Linked DNA regions of Mus musculus: region 2 is linked to region 1. Evidence: chromatin contacts called from public HiChIP or PLAC-seq data. All regions are on one chromosome and are shown on one strand. Each heading gives the region's core, a stretch centred on a gene start, on an enhancer-like site or on the middle of the called end of the contact. The rest is flanking DNA. Distances are from core to core; before and after follow the strand shown.

Region 1 (5,466 bases), core at 2,134-4,633:
ACACAGACACAAACACACACACACACACACACACACACACACACACACACACACACACACAGGCAATGAAATATTGTCGGCATTAAAATTAGAATGTAGCTTTTGCAGTCAGATCCCGCTCTCAAGATAGGTATGAACACTGTGTTAACATTCACCACTACTTTTGTTTTGCCTTTGCTCGTAAAAGAGGGAGGAAAACCGGAACTCTTAATACTTGAATAAAATGCCAAATGGGCATTACCTTTTTGTCTCTGTCTTAGAAGTAGCACTGACTGTCTAAAAATTCTCTAACACTTCAGTTATCAAAAGATGTTGTCATCATCTCTGGACATTTCTAAACTTGTCATGAACTCTCATTCCCTCATATGTATTCAACAAATAAATTTGAAAGCAAACACGGAAAGCAATGGAAACAGCAGCAGTGGGGCAGAGAAACCCACGGACGGACCCCACTCATTCAGGTGCAGCTTCTCTGCGCTTGCTCATGTTGATGTCCATGTTTAAAAGTCACGTGTCTGTGTCTTGAGAGCACCAAGGGTTGGGGCAAATCTATAGTGTCTGGGGAGTTGTCTCCTGTGGAGCCCTCCTGCTCTGGTCTTATTTAGATTAGGGTTCAAGTAAACTCGAATTTTCCTGAGAAGATCTGAAAGTCTTTCTTTTTCTTGGCCATGCTTAGAATACATTGATGTTATTCCTAAGGACAGCAAAGGCCAGGGTGGCACAGTTTAAGCTCCAATCGAGGTCAAGGTCATTTCCATCTTGTGGAAGTACTGCTTTTGTGACACATCAAGTCTGATCATATTGGGTTATTAGGGTAGGTCGATTTTATTTTAGCATGTACATATTGGAAAAAAATCCATTTTTATTCCCCTGCGGGGAGTCTAGTCATTATGTATAAATAAAAATATTACATATTTTATTAATATTATTACACTATACTTATATTTGTATGTTATAAAATATTCTAAATAATTTTTTCCAAAATGCACATTTTCGAAAAGTATCTAATGTATGCCCTTGTATCATGTTTTCCTTCCCAAATATACCTGCTTTTGCATTTTTCAAAAGTTATTTTATATGTATAGAGGTTTGTCTGAATGTATGTCTGTGTGTCAGGTACTTGCCTGATGCTCAAGGGGACTGGAAGAGGGCATTGGACCCCCTGGAACTGAACTGGCATTATAAACTGTAAGGAAGTGATCTTAACTGGAACCAACTTTACAGTCCTTGCTTGTTTTGTTTTGTTTTGTTTTGTTTTGTTTTGTTTTGTTGTTTTTACATTATACAGCCTTGACTTTTCAGCCCCATGTACTTCACTGTCAGTCATACTGAAGAAATGTTCACATGACCCAAATACAGGGTGATGAATGAAAATGGCCTGTGTGGCTTCACCGTCATCAGACACTTCACATTTACACATTTTTCATTTATCAGTAATCCCCCCTCCCTGTCCCTCCCTCTGTATGTGTGTGTCCAGGAGCCCACATGAGCTACAACACAAATGTGAGGTCAGAGGACAACCTGTGGGAGTTAGATCTCTCCTTCTACCAGGTGACCCCAGGGATTGAAGTTAGGTCCTAAGGCTTAGTGGTCCACAGGCAAGAACCTGTGTCTGCTGTTAAGGTTTCATTGCTGTGAAGAGACACCATGACCAAGGCAGCTCTTATAGGGACAACATTTAATTGGGACTGGCATACCGATTCAGAGGTTCAGTCCATTATCATCAAGGTCATGGTAGCATCCAGGCAGGCATGATGTAAGAGAAGCTGAGAGTTCCGCATCTTCATCTGAAGGCTGCTAGCAGAATACTCACTCCCAGGCAGCTAAGGTGATATCATTAAAGCCCACACCTACAGGGACATACCTACTCCAACAAGGCTACACCTCCAAGTATTGCCACTCCCTGAGCCAAACATATTCAAACCACACAACCTGTAGCTATTGAGCTATGTCACCCACCTGGCATTTCATATTTATGAAATTATCTATGGTGTAATTTATCATTGCTTAACAAAATAGCTCAATTGTATATACTTTCTATAGTGTTCAGATAGACTACAACTCAGAGAGATTAATAATCACTAGTTAAATGGTGGATATGGACAAAAAAAAAAATCATTGAGTTCTCCTGACCTCTCAGTGAGTTTTCTTTTCAGGACTACATTGAGGGAGGGATCATTAACTTAGGTGCTGGAGGCCACCACACAGACATGAATCCTTGATCATAATTGACCTAAATTATTCTGATCTACAGCTGTTCAAATTAAAATTCAACAAATAATTGCTCAACTTCTCTTTCTGCTGACGGTGGAGACCTGCCCTTGGAGGGTCTGGAGAAGGAATCTATTACTCAGAGAATAAAGAGAAGCTCTTATCGGGTTGAATTAAAGTGATTCATTTCCCCTTCTTTCCTTAAAGATCTTTTCCATTGATTGTGATTTTAAACAATTCCCTTGGGAAAGTCCTTATAAATGAGTCGGTTGATTTTGTGATAGAGCTGAGTTCTGCTACTTGCTTTTTTTCCTCTCCTGAGTGTTGGAAGCATTCCTTCCCTCATGACCCGGCTGGCTTTCTCCACACACACCATGGCCACCAACAGTCTTCCTACCATTTTAACCTTCTCTCCCCCCGACCCCCCAGCTCACTTAAAGCAAGTTTACTGCAAAGACACATTTCAGTCAGTGATTGGGGTAATTTTAAAATGAAAATGTGAAGAGGGTAAATGTGCTCAACCCTTGCATCTCTCAGTCACACTTTATTATTTTACTCTATCTGTTTTATCTGTACAGATGCACATGAGTATATCACATGTGTGTGCCTGTTTCGGGAGAAGACCACAGAGGGCATTCCACTCAATGCAACTGGAATTACAGAAGGCTGTGACTATAGCCTATAGGTGTTGGGAATTGAAACCAGGTCCTTGGGAAGAGCAGCTGTGCTTTTAACCACTAATCCATCACTCCGGCCCAGAGTGTGCTTTTATAAAGGTATATTGAACTGTAGAAACCTGCATTTAAGTGAACCCAGTGACCCGTGTGTCTTTACATTATTGATAGCTACCTTTCAGGTTTTAACTAAGTGCAGATGGGGTCTGTGTGGTGCAGAAGTGATGAAGATCCAGTCTGCAGGATCTCATGCCTCTGTGTGTGTGTGTGTGTGTGTGTGTGTGTGTGTGTGTGTGTGTGGTCAGTGCACATGACTGTGGGTGTCCATGGAGGCCATAGGTCTTATCAACAGCAGGATTCTTCACAATTTCTCATTACCCAATGTGGGCTGGTGCAATGGTTTTGAATGCAGATGGCCCCCATAGGCCCATAGAGAGTGGCTTTTTATAGAAGCTGTGACCTTATTGGTTTAGGTGTGGCTTTGCGGGAGGATGTGTATCACTAGGGGCAGGCTTTGAGGTTTCAGGAGCTTATTACTTAAGTCAGCAAGTGTGACTTCCTCTTCCTACTTCCTGCTGATTTGGGTGTAGAACTCTCAGCTCCTTCTCCAGCTCCATGTCTGTCTATGTGTTAACATGCTCTTTGCCATGACAATAATGTACTAAAGCTCTGAGCCTGTAAGCCAGTCCCCAAAACGGCTTTCCTTTATAAGAGTTGCTGTGGTCGTGGTGTCTCTTCACAGTGATAGAAACCCTAACACAGCTGAGAATTGAACTCAGGCCCTTTTGGAAGAGAAATCATGAGACCCTCTATTTCATTGGCGATGACCTATGAAGGAAGGTTTGAACCTTTCATCAGGCATTTCTAAATGCTTGTTTGTTATTGTTTACCCACTAAGCAGGAACTTCTACACAGATCTGATCTGCTCAGATGTAAGGACTGGGTTTCTGGTCATAGTGTCTTCTGTGTCAGTATAAGCATCAGTGGCTCACATGTGACCATGGACAGGTAGTGAGAGCAACCTGATTATGGGCAGAAAAGCCTTAATATTCTCGGTGTGGATCCACTCATGAGTGGCTGAGCTTCCACTTGAAGACAAGTCTTCAAGCATACTCTAAATGGCATTCTATCTTTTTTGCCTGCCCAGTAAAGCCCTTCTCTGTCTCTTGTACCCAACCTAATCAATAAGCTCTTCCATAGCGTTAAGCTGAAGAGCATAGTCTGACTCAAAGCTAGTTCCTTTTCAGTGTGGCCTGTGAGCACCATACTCCTGAATCTAACGCCTTCCTGGCTTTTCCACATTCCTTAGTCTTCCTGCTGGATTGGGTGTGCAGATCCAGTGGAACCAGCAATCTGGAGTTCTTACCTACCCAGTAAAAGAGATGTCTGCTCATCTCTGGAAGGTTGCCATGGCATTTTCAGTGAAGACAACCCAACATTGTGTACGTGGAGACAATAATGTTGAAGGCAGCCTGCTTAGAAGTTAAGGTTACTGGACATTTTTTTCTTGACCATTCATTCCAAAAGTTGGTGTTTTCTATATTAGTGCTAAGAGAACTCGGGCATTCATTCCAGCACCCGATCATTTCTTTTCTCATGATCCAGGGCCCTATGTTTTTGTGTAGATTATAGTATTAAAGAATCAACACGCATACTTCAAAGACGTACATAAAGGACCATTTCTGTTGCTTACTCTTTACATTTTACAGAAGAGTCATATTAATTTCAATGCTGCATCAAAATGGTATATACATGTGGGGATACTTGTGCATCCCTGTGAAGTCTGATACTTGTATATGTGTGTAAAATCTAAGTCAGGATTAAAAAGTTATTTAATTAACGAATTTTTCCTGAGCGTGAATGATTCAGTATTTGTCTCTGAGATGGACCATGAGCTTGAGAAAAGACAGACATCTTCCATCTTTAAGACCCAAATGACTGGTGAGCAATTGCTTTCTATGCAGGTAAGGCATGGGAGGGGCTTACTCTAGGGCAGTGGCTCTCAATCCGTTTGCCACAACCTCTTTTGGGGCTCAAAGGACCCCTTCACAGGGTTTGTCTAAGACTATTGGAAAACGCAGACATTTACATCATGATTCATAGCAGTAGCAAAACTACAGTTAAGGAGTAGCAATAAAAATGATTTCATGGGTGGTGGGGTTACCAGACATAAGGAACTCTATTACAGGGTTGTGGCACTAGGAAGGTTGAGAACCACTGCTCTAGGGAAACAAAGAGGAGCAGAGAATCAGGAGACCCTGGGGCCAGGAGATGCCTTGGAAGCAGGGAAGGCCTGAGAGAGATGGGGAGAGCTGAGAAGATCTGAGTCTGAACACCTAAAGATTCAAGTAGAGTTTTAACTTCTTATTGTGCCCCAAGTGAAGAAAATTTACCTTTCCCAGTTCAGTGTTCATAACTTTTTAACTTTTCATAATGATCTCTTTTAATTTCCATGATAACTGTGTGACATGCATGTACTCCTCTCTCTGTGTGAGAAGGCTGAGCCTCAAGTATGAAGTGCTCACCTAAAGGCACAGAGCTCATAACATATGGGATGCTTATCCTGTCCTTTCACCAAAGA
Region 2 (5,466 bases), core at 1,169-3,668, 780 kb before region 1:
AGGGTAAGTCATAATTTTTTTCAGGTTAACAGTTCTTAAATTTTTAAAAAAAATTTATGAACAACAGAATTATTTATCTGTTTTGCTTTTTGTCAGGTTTTTAAATTTTTGGTTTTTGAGGGTTTTATTTACTATATTTGCATAATCTTCCTCTTCTCTTTCCAGGTCCTTCTGTGTCCAGCTGTTTCTCATATTCCTGTGTGCTATTCTTTAATTACTGTTGCATATACATATATGCATATAAATATATATGTATATACATATATATATAGCAACAATATACATATATACACATATATGTAACTATATATACACACACATATATACACACACACACACATACAAACATAATCTGCCAAGTTCACTTAGCATTGCCTGCAAGTATATTTATTTAGGGCTGACTGCTTAGAGCTGGTTATCAGATGGCTTATTCCTGAAGAAGACTGGTAATTCTACCTCTCTCAGTAGTAATTACCTATATCTCTTCAACTAGGGGTGGGGTCTTGTAAGCATTCTCCTGGCTACACTGGCCTGCCAATTGGTGGTGTCATTGTCCAGGTCTTGTTCAGGAGATCATTTTGTTGATATTTCCTGGTACAGCCATGTGTCATATATAAAAGACACTATTTTTCAGCAACTGTCCTGCTTTGTGGTCTTTTAGCCCCTCTTCTTCAATATTCCTGAGTCTTCAGCATGGTGGTTTAATTGTAGATCAACCACCTGAGGCTGGGTATCCTACAGTGAGTCGTGTATCACATTTTTACCAGTTGTGAATTTTTATAATGGTCTCCATTCCTACAAAAAGAAGCCTCTTTGATAAGGGGTGAGAACTTTATTTGTGGGGATAAATTATATAGAGTGTAGTTAGAAATTACTCTGGTTTGGGGAAGTAGCAGTAGTAGGCTTTCCTTTAGGACGCTTGGTCTTGGATGGTGGTTGCTCTAGGATATACATGCTACTACTGCACCTTTTGGATTATCTTATCATTGTGGCCAGTGTTGTGGTTTGTCGGCATCATGGCCGGGTAGGACTAGATTGTTTTCTTCCCTCTGCAGCTCACAGAGCTCCTTTGGTGGTAGGCGATCCTCCTATCCTCACAGAGGAGGCTTCCGTGTCAGACTCTTCCAAGCTCTGTATCAAAGTGTGCTTGTGTTTATAGCAGTGGGGTCTTACCTTCAATCTCAGAGAGGCAACCAAGGGCAATGGGAATAACCTCTATTGTTTTAAGGGGTCTCTTGTACTTCTCTGGCCAACAAAATTGAAAGAAAATGTCCATGCCTGACCCTGGTTTTTCTGCTAGATGGCTTTTGTGGGGAGCATTATTATGCTAATGGTGTGACTTCATATATATATTTATATGTACAAATTATATTTATATATAAATATACATCTTATCACATATTATATATGTATGTGATATGTATGACACACACATATATATATGAAATATATGTGTACATGACACATATGTATGTATATATGTATGACATTTATGTATATATGACATATATGTATGTGTATATGTCACATATATCACATATATATCATATGTGATATTATGTATCACACATTTGTGATATATACCATATGTATATGTATGTATATGTCATGAATATCACAGTCACATATATATGTAATATAAATTATATATGTGATATTATATATATCACATGTACATGATATATATTTAACTATATATAAATATAATCTATTTAGGTATTATATGGTTACTCTAATATAATTATGCCTTTTCTATTTTTGAGATGCCTCATGCAGTTAGACCCCTGCCTATGTTTGTTTGCCATCCCTAAACAATAACAGATGCCTCTGAATAACACAGAAATGGTTGAGTAGAAGGTAAGTGGAGCTGGAGAACCACTAGTAGGAGCAGATTCACTCGCAGACAGAAAGCCTGTGGGATGGAGACGTGAAGCAGGAGAGTGAGAAGCAGTTACCTTTGTGGTGACTGGATGGGTCAGACACCCTGCAAAGGGTCCCGATACACATTCTTTCCCAGAGTCCAAAGTGGAGAGATAGAGCATACATGAGATCCCCTGAGATTTTACATTCTTACGGTAAGACTTAATAAAGCCACTATTTCTTAGCCAACCATGAAACCACCAGACATTCCCTTTTGTTAATGTTGTATTTCAATCCATTCGTTAAAGGCAAACATCTTTCTTATTTCAGCCGTGTACATACATGTTTGAGCACATATGTGTGCATTTGAGCATTTTATGTCACCATTCTCTCTCTGGACAAACACATTTCCCATATATCACCGTTTTTGCATTCAGTGTATTAAAGAGACCTTGGTTGTAAAAGGTGAAATTGAAAGTAAAGTAGAAGAGCCCACTAGGGCTCTTGCTTCAGGACTCTGCAGAAGTGTTGAGTCAGCGGGCTGGACTGTCAAGTGGAACCTGCGGAGAGAGCCTGTTGCTTTGCAGCCCAAATTCATTCTAGTGTCTCTGGTTCCACATTGGTTTATGACCAATGACTAATGCTTCGCCCACGAGTCGTTAAACCCATTCTGCACTTTCTCGGCTCCCTAATCTCCTTGGAATTCATTCCTTGTGTCCAATGGTCCAATGCTCTAGCTTAGTGTTTGGATGGCTGAACAGAAATGGCAATAAAAATATATATGTGATATAACAGTTTAAAATGTAATTCCCTTTAGAGAGGGCTTTGGGCAAATAAAACTCCTCCAAAACCATTTCAAATCTTTTGAAATATTCGATGCATTTCGGTTTTCTTTGCACCTTCCTAAGAGGTCAACAAATATCCTGAGAATATCTGCTGGCTCTGCACACTCTTGCTCTGCTCCAGAACTCACTTTGCAGCTCAGCTCTATGTTGTAAGGCTCCTGATTAACCACACTAATGGGAGAAGGCAGAGGCTTGGGTAATCTAATATAGATAGCAACTTATGAATATGCATGTGTTTGATGTGCTAGAAAACGACTTTAAGAGTGGAGCACCCCTCATGGCTAAAGAAGATGAGGGGAGGGGGAAGATGTTCAGCATCCGGGGCCTGATCAGTGGTTAAGAGGGCTTGCAGCTCTCTTAACCAGAGTTCAGTTCCTAGCACATCTCACTCTAGCTTGAGGAGATCAGGCAAGCTCTTCTTCTTTCTGTAGATACTAGCACACACATATATGCACACATACATACACATAAATAATAAAATAAACGTTAAAATATGTAGGAAGAATGAGTCAGCAAACCCTGACCAGCAGCCCTCAGTGGCCCACACATGTACAACAGTAGCTTCTACACCTGCTAACCCCTACAACCAGCCTGATACTTGGAGACAAATGATGACAGATCATGTGACTAGAACAACCAATCATATGGTGCCAACTACATCAAGTGATTGGTCATGGGCCAATGGGGCCCCAGTTGCGGGGTGGGGGTGGGTATGAAGGCTTGCCCAGTTCCTGCAATAAACGAGTCTGCTTTTGACCCTTGCCTGACTCCCCGCCTCTGTGTTATTGACCCTGCACCTTCTTACACCTGCCCCCAAGGGTCTTGGTCAGGGTCACAAGCAACAAAATATATGTTCAACCTATTGATTATTGGATAATATTTCAAAATTGATATTACTTAAAAGGTGTTTAAAAACAAACAAACAAACAAACAAACAAACAAACAGAAAGAGCCGTGGTAATGTCCTGCTAACTATGTTAAGATTCTGGCAGATTAATCAGAGGAGCTTTGAGTAGGAGAGGAGGAGAGAATAAATAAGGCAGAGGGACATGTCACTCCCAGATGAGGGTAGGAGCTGGGAGAGCATATACATTCGGCTGTTAGTGCTGATCTGTTAGCGCTGATCGGCATTTAACATCTAGCTTTATCTATCTAAATGTAATGCAAACAGTAAGGCGGCCTCAGTGGGAAGTCTACCTTAAGCTCCAGCTACTTTGAGGAGTCAGATAGAATACTAGGGCGGAAGTGGAGGGGGGGCGTGGTAGAAAAATCCAAATGGATGACGCTACGGGGTTCAAAGTCATCAGCATCCCGTCACTGTCTTCCAGAGGAACAGCATAGAAGTGCATCTGGCCCACACGCCAAGGGCAGAGAATGAGTCCTACACAGTAGGCTGTTGAGTCAGGGGGACAGCATAGAAGTGCATCTGGCCCACACGCCAACGGCAGAGAATGAGTCCTACACAGTAGGCTGTTGAGTCAGGGGGATGGGGAACCAGGTAAGAGGACCCAACCTGGTCACAAGTCAAAGTTCTGGGTGCTGATGTTGAGCATGCTGGGAACCTGACTAGGAAGCCGGAAGAAACATCGATACAAATAACAAGATCTGATAGAGCTGCCTTCAGTGAACTTTCCCGTGGTCTCTGCCACAAATAAAGGGCAGAAAACATGGACAGACAAGTTATTATGTGTGTTAAGAAATCTTTTTTTTTTTTCTTTTGAGTTGCAGGATGCAACCTAGCATATCCAATCACTAGGGCCCAAGTTTAAGCCACAGGTGTTTATATGTGGTGGGTTGATTTTTTTTTTTTTATTCCTGATTGGCCCCGAGATGACATGAAAGCCAGATACACATTATTTGATCTCACTCTTTCTCTTCACTACAAGGTGTGGATGGGCAATATAGGGAGGAGCCAAATGGAGCATCTGGAGTGGAGAGGCTATCCTGGGGCAATGCTCGATGATCGAGGGTGGTCCATCCAGTGTGCAGATTTTAATCTGAGTCTGTTTAGTGACTCAGATGGAGAGTATCCTCAAGAAGGTATTCGGCAAAGGAGAGCTGGTTAGTCTCCTTGGCAACCCAAGTTTTATACTTCCTGATGCGTGCCACAAGAAAATTTAGCCTCTGGTATTTATTGACACGTGAGAGGGATGGCACTGTGGTATTTGCACGTCACCGTACATCACCTCCATGTTTACGTAATGAAACCCAACCCTCCAAACCTTTCTCTCCACTTTCCAAGTAGAAAATAAAAAAATGGGTTTTTCTCCTTATGTAATATTGCTATTGGGTAGTAACAGTTTTGCCTCTTTAGGGCCATGGGTTTAAAAATAAATTGCAAAGAACCTCTTTGTGAGGAGGCCAACATTATTCTAAGAGGTTAACTTCCATTTACTAATACCAGCCTTTGGAGGAAATCAGCCTGGGGCCTCAAAGGTACCTTGTACTAAGGAGAAAAAAGCAGATGAAGAGATAGAGTATGTCTTCTGTGATTGCACCCATATGAGGATTGCAATCTCCAGATCTTAGGGGCAGGAGTATGAGTTTGCAGGTTCAGGGGTGATATGCTTTGTACAGGCTTGCAAAGTCCGGCAACCACCAGAGTTCGGTCTTCAACCATCTGCAGCCTCAGGAGCTGAACTGCAAGCAGAACAGAGTTCACACCTGGTGAGACCATCGATTCACCCTCTTCGCAGCCTTCCCTCTATTTGTGATTTCTCCCTGGCACATGGCTGGTCACTAATCTCCTCCTGTCAAAATC

What was found. HiChIP or PLAC-seq counts read pairs in DNA pulled down with a chosen protein or histone mark.
Region 2: a contact with region 1 is called in an H3K27ac HiChIP or PLAC-seq map of microglia, with 6 times the contacts expected there. The contact joins two enhancer-like sites. A contact is called at or near these places in 14 of 484 Hi-C or Micro-C datasets (B cells, bone marrow-derived macrophages, brown adipocytes and 8 more) and 3 of 115 datasets of contacts at active chromatin or transcription factors (bone marrow-derived dendritic cells, microglia and neural progenitor cells).

Annotation. Positions count from the first base shown.
Region 1 is chr10:125,733,843-125,739,308 of GRCm38.p6, reverse strand. No RefSeq gene overlaps it. Among named protein-coding and RNA genes, the nearest start is that of Gm36884, 8.2 kb to the left of the region's middle. Within about 2 kb of position 3,383, at least 12 of the 459 cell types and tissues checked have an H3K27ac peak or open chromatin away from gene starts, as enhancers often do. A contact at or near this core is called in microglia, where this site is marked.
Region 2 is chr10:126,510,358-126,515,823 of GRCm38.p6, reverse strand. No RefSeq gene overlaps it. Among named protein-coding and RNA genes, the nearest start is that of 1700025K04Rik, 140 kb to the right of the region's middle. Within about 2 kb of position 2,418, at least 8 of the 459 cell types and tissues checked have an H3K27ac peak or open chromatin away from gene starts, as enhancers often do. A contact at or near this core is called in microglia, where this site is marked.